Linked DNA regions of Mus musculus: region 1 is linked to region 2. Evidence: chromatin contacts called from public Hi-C data. All regions are on one chromosome and are shown on one strand. Each heading gives the region's core, a stretch centred on a gene start, on an enhancer-like site or on the middle of the called end of the contact. The rest is flanking DNA. Distances are from core to core; before and after follow the strand shown.

Region 1 (2,700 bases), core at 43-2,542, 580 kb before region 2:
GGATAAGGTTTAAAATAAGCCCCAGTCCTGGTCTGAGGACTGGGCGTGGGGGACCAAGGAGCAGGTAGTAGGGTCTAGAACAGTCTGACCCACAGCGTATGTTGGATGGAAGAGGTAGAGATGCGCAGAAGACCCAGCCTCTTCCTTTTCCCTGGGATTTTCAAGGACACAGCTGTGCGCTTCTCTCACACCCTGAACCTGGCCAAGACAAAGAGAGGAGCTCACTGGGACACAGTCCTGGGACCCAAGGCATGTGACAGCTAGCTCTGCTCACTCTGTAACACCCTCAAGACAGACACACACCCCTTCCCTGACAGATGTAATCCTTGTCCTCGTGACCGGTGCTCACACACCACTCCATCCTGAAACGCACCCCTCAGGTACACAGGCACACTCTTGTGTCCACGTGACGCACGCACACCCGCCTCCAAACACCACACACAGCTCCCCGCGCACGTGTGCACCCTCGGAGCACCAATCCTGTACCCACCAGACCCAGAAACCACAGCGCCGCCTCCGCCACCCTCACTCAGTCAGGGGACGACTGCGCAGCAGCTGAAGTCGCTCGCTGCATCCGTCCCATTCATCACCCCGCCCCCAGCTCTCCACGGAAGACTCACGGGAGGGCTGTGGGAGAAGCGCTCTGCTGAGATCCACACGTGGGTGCACCCGTCCAGGCCCACTCCGAATAGACACGGCCTCCACCCAGAGCCGGGCCCAAGGCACCGCGCGCGCGGGGCTTCTATGCAGTCCCACAGACAGCAGCTGCGGAAGAAACGCAGGTGGTCGGGCACCCGCATAGCTGGCTTAGACAGATGCGGGCTCAGGGAACCATCCCGAGGACCTGGCCCTGCAGACACAGCGGGAATCTCTGCACACCAGATTCCGGCTGCCCACGTAGACCCGGCCTTGTAGACCACCCTTCTACAGCCCGTTGGCTGCACAGGGCGGCTCAGCCGTCCGCACCCCAGTTTCCAACTCCAAGTCCCGGCTGCTGACCCCTACCTAGGCACCTGGCGACAGTCTCTGCGGTGGGCACCAGGCTCGCTCCCGCTGTGCGCGCCCCGCCCTGCCCGCCTTGCCGGGCTAGGATCGCCCGGCTCAACCCGCTGGCGCCGCAGCTCCAGGCTGCGCTCGCTCCCCCCGCCCGCCGCCGCGCCGGCCCACGATCATTGGCTGTGCCGCGCAGCGCCCCGCAGAGATGTCCAATCAGAGTCCGGTCCTCCCGCCCAGGGGTAGAGGGGGCGGGTCTCGACGGGATCGGGAGGAGGTGGCTCGGGAGGGGCCCTGCGGATGGGCCCCGACGCGTCACGCCCCCGGCGCCCGCAGACAAGCAGGCTCGGGGAACCCGATGTCCCTCAGGCCACGTCGTGGGCCCCTCAGCCTGGCCTGAAGCGTACGATGCTTTTTTCGAGTCCTCAATCCGGTGTCCTAGTCTCTAGAGGCAAGAGCATCCCTCCTTCGGGATGAGGCCCGGTGCGTACCAAGGAGAGGCTAGGTAGAGGCCCTGGGAGAAGGGCCTGGAGTTGAGTGTTCTCCGGGGGGGTTGGGGGAGGGAAGGAGGAGGGAGATTCGTCAGAGTGCTGGGGTGGGGCGGCACTCAGGTTTGGAGAGGAGCAGGAGGTGACTGGCTGGGCTGAGGGAATGAAAAAGAGCCCTCCAGGACCAAGTGGCCTTGACTGTGGTTATGCCTGGGGACTGCCCTCACAGACTCCTGGTTCAATCCTGCTATTATTAGTCTATTGGAGATGCCCCACATCACTGCTTGCCTCAAACTCAGACCCATGTTGCTATCTCCAACCTGGTCTCACCTGTGTCTCTGTCTTAAACAGGAGTTAGAAACCAGGAGTTAGAAACCAGGAGTTACCTGTGTAGCAGGTTTTCTGACCCAACCGGGTGTAGCACAAGGATCTGCCATGTTGCCTCTTAAGATCCCTAAAGTCTCTCTCTCTCTCTCTCTCTCTCTCTCTCTCTCTCTCTCTCTCTCTCTCTCTCCCCACCATCTGCCCCTCCCTGAACTCGACCACCACGGTCATGCAGTATACCTCCACTTGATTAGTGCAGCAGCCCCACCCCTCACCCCAATCCAGTATCACTTCCCATTAACCTTTCTGGGACAACCAGAACAGGCACTAGGAACACCAGAGAGCTGCCTCTTAGGATCTTCCACTGCTTGCCACTAAGTCCCCTCAAGCCCTCCATAGCTCACCCCTCACCACTTGCCTGCCTAAACCCCACTTGTCTTTTGGCACTTAGTTCAATGCCTCTGCTGCTAGGAAGCCTTCCCCATGACCTTCTGGATACCTGGAATGCCCAGCAGCCCTTTCTCAGTGCTTTCCAGATCTCAGCACCTCTTCACCTGAGTCCTGTCTGGACTAAGAACTCTTGAGAGCAAGGGTCGAGATGAATTCGCCCAGCACAGCCTGACCTCCTGATGCATGCCCAGCATGTATTTGTTGAAATGAATAATTGGGTCCAGTAACTGGAGGATTGGATCTATAGGGCTGGAGTTCAGGAAAGAGCTGGGCTACAGAGACTCCTCCCCCCACCCCCAGTTTTGAAGATTGAATCCAGGGCTTCTTGCATTCTAAGCAAGGATGCTACTACTGAGCTATACCCCAATATTGAAGAGATGGTTTTGAGAGTCCTTGAGGATCCAGTCATAATTCTAATGGAAAGGCTCAAACAGATCAACTGAAG
Region 2 (2,700 bases), core at 15-2,514:
GAGACTAGGTCTCATCATTGCCTAGAAAAAGATTGAAAACACAGGTGAAGAGGGTCCCTCCCCATAGCTGTTCAGGAGCAGGTTGTCTGTCTGGGAATCTCACGCACCTTGTTCATGGCTTGTAGGCTGTATTTTTCTTGTATCTGATCCAGGATGTCACACAATGGGATGTCTTCAAAAGACTGCAACAGCTACCAGGCAAGACCAGAAAGAGCTCAGGAGTGGCCCAGGGACAACAAACCAGACCAAGTCCATTTCCCTCCTTCAGCTTTCCCCAATATAATCTCCGTGCTCCTCCCATCCCTCACAAGCGCTACTGCTTTCAAGGGACCACATCTTACATGGCTAAGCCCCACCTCCATCAAGGCTTCAGAAGGCCTAGGCTGCTTCTGTACCTCTTGGGAAAACCCATCCCATCCAAAGATCCTGTTCTGAGTTGCCTTGAGGCTGGTTAGTCTTCATTGCTTTTTGCTGTACAAATTTCTACGTGGTCTGTCATCAGTTGCCTTCCTAACCTGGAGGCGGCTCCCCAACCTTGCAGAAATCAACCTCAAAGTTCACTACTTCCAGTAACTGTAGCTAATACTCTGTAGCTGATAAACGTGTATCAGAAAGAAAACGTGTTCAACTCTTCCACCTGCCTGGACTTTGCTGTACATAGGCCATGTTTTGGCACTTCCTCCCACCCAAGTAAGGATGCCTGTATCCCCTCTGAAGCATCTCGGATTTCTTCTTACCCCGCAGCTTCGGTGCCCCCTACCCTTAGACGCCACCTTTGCCCAGCGAGATCGTGCCCTTGCCAGACACACAGTCTCACCTGTGCCAGCGCCAGGCTGTAGCAGGGCCTAGCGGCTTCTCGGCCCACCCCAAGCCCAGTGATTAGGCGCTTCAGGGCATATTTCATCTCCGAATCCTACGGAACCAAGAACATCCCTCGTGTTCAACAGTGATCTGAAGGGCCCACCCCTCCCCCTTGCATCCAGAGCCACGATGGGCCTGGGCCCCTCCATCATACATTGGGCCTTGTGCGCAAGTACTCCAACAACTTCTCCGTGGCCCGGAGCCGCGTTTCCTGATCCGGTTTCGCAATGTCCCAGAAGAAGTCCAAGAACTCGCGGCTGTGCTCCAGCAGGCTGTGGCGGTCGCTTTGCGCCGCTTCTGCGGGAGTCGCAGGCTCAGCTTTCGTGGGGCTCTTCATCTCCGCCATGCTGAGCCAAACACGTGGGCTCAGAAGACAGTCACTTCCAGGTCAGGTCTCGGCGCCTGCGCACTGGGACGTCCGAGTGAGGGCGGGGCCTAGCAGGTTGGAAGTGGCTTCCGTACGGCCTTGCCTTTCCCTTGTGGCTGTGGGTGGAGCAGAGTGTTCTCACACGCGCGTGTGCTCAGAAACTGATGCTTCGATCTCTTCCTTTAACCTGGAGGAGTTCCTGACGACCGGAGGTGCAAACAAATCCACGAAAAAGCCGTAGTATGATCTCTTCCCAGACCCGGGTCTGCTCGCGATCTAGTCCGAGACATCCGCTATTATTCCGCTTTTATTGTGTGCATCCGAACAAAGCCGCGGCTTCTGTGGACTTCCTTTCTAGTGGGAAGAGATGGTTGATGAACGAGTAGACAAATACATTTTAAATGATAGTTATGAGGAAAATAAGGAATGTAGGGAGCAGAGGGAGCCTTTTAAATGTTAAAAAACGTGAAAACATCGCCTGTTAAAAATTAAAGGGAGGGGCTGGAGAGATGGCTCATCGGTTAAGAGCTCTGACTACTCTTCCAGAGGTCCTGAGTTCAGTTCCCAGCAACCACATGGTGGCTCACAACCATCTGTAATGGGATCCAATCCACTCTTCTGGTGTGTCTGAAGACAGATACAGTGTATTCATAAAAATAAACAGCCGGGAGGTGGTGGCACACGCCTTTAATCCCAGCACTTGGGAGGCAGAGACAGGCGGATTTCTGAGTTTGAGGCCAGCCTGGTCTACAAAGTGAGTTCCAGGACAGCCAAGACTATACAGAGAAACCCTGTCTCGAAAAACCAAAAAAAAAAAAAAAACAAAAAACAAAAAAAAAAATAAAATAAAATAAACAACATTTTCTTAAAAAAAAAAAATTAAAGGGAAGCCGGGCATGGTGGTGCACACCTTTGATCCCAGCACTTGGGAGGCAGAGGCAGGTGGATTTCTGAGTTCAAGGCCAGCCTGGTCTACAAAGTGAGTTCCAGGGCAGCCAGGGCTACACAGAGAAACCCTGTCTCGAAAAACCAAACCAAACCAAAACAAAACAAAACAAAAAAAACCAAAAAACCCAAAACCACACACACACACAAAAACAAAACCAAAAAAAAAATTAAAGGGAAAATTCTATAGATTCTAAGATTCTATTTAAGAGACCATGACAAGACTGACATGTGAGCTGACAGCTGAGGGACAAGATGGGCTCTATTGTCCCCAGGGCAAAAATCTAAGAGCAGGCCAAGGACATTTCTTCTACAGAGGCCACTCATCTCTTACGGGAATGAGGTCAGTAAGGTGAGGAGGAGGACTCAGGTGCCAGGAGCAAGGTTATATAGAACCCAGGGCCAGGCTCAAGGGTTCAGAATTTCTTCAGAGAGTGCAGGGAGGATTTACATCTGATTTACAGTTTTAAAAGGTCAACTGTTAGCTGAGAGCAGCCACAGCCCGTGGCTGTGAGTACCGAGGCAGT

The links. Hi-C and Micro-C count contacts between places; a contact is called where the count stands out from the background.
Region 1: a contact with region 2 is called in a Hi-C map of CD8 T cells, with 3 times the contacts expected there. The contact joins the promoter of 4732414G09Rik here to the promoter of Mybbp1a in region 2. A contact is called at or near these places in 3 of 484 Hi-C or Micro-C datasets (B cells, CD4 T cells and CD8 T cells), 6 of 115 datasets of contacts at active chromatin or transcription factors (the 230-238 cell line, the SCID.adh cell line, embryonic stem cells and 2 more) and 1 of 9 other capture datasets (liver).

The regions. Positions count from the first base shown.
Region 1 is chr11:73,017,433-73,020,132 of GRCm38.p6, reverse strand. 4732414G09Rik (RIKEN cDNA 4732414G09 gene) reads left to right here and starts at 1,292. Exons shown (of 3, transcript NR_152202.1): 1 at 1,292-1,476. Camkk1 (calcium/calmodulin-dependent protein kinase kinase 1, alpha) reads right to left here and starts at 1,145. Exons shown (of 16, transcript NM_018883.3): 1 at 1,006-1,145.
Region 2 is chr11:72,439,891-72,442,590 of GRCm38.p6, reverse strand. Mybbp1a (MYB binding protein (P160) 1a) reads right to left here and starts at 1,264. Exons shown (of 26, transcript NM_016776.3): 1 at 1,016-1,264; 2 at 818-913; 3 at 108-191; 4 at 1-21. The coding sequence starts at 1,207.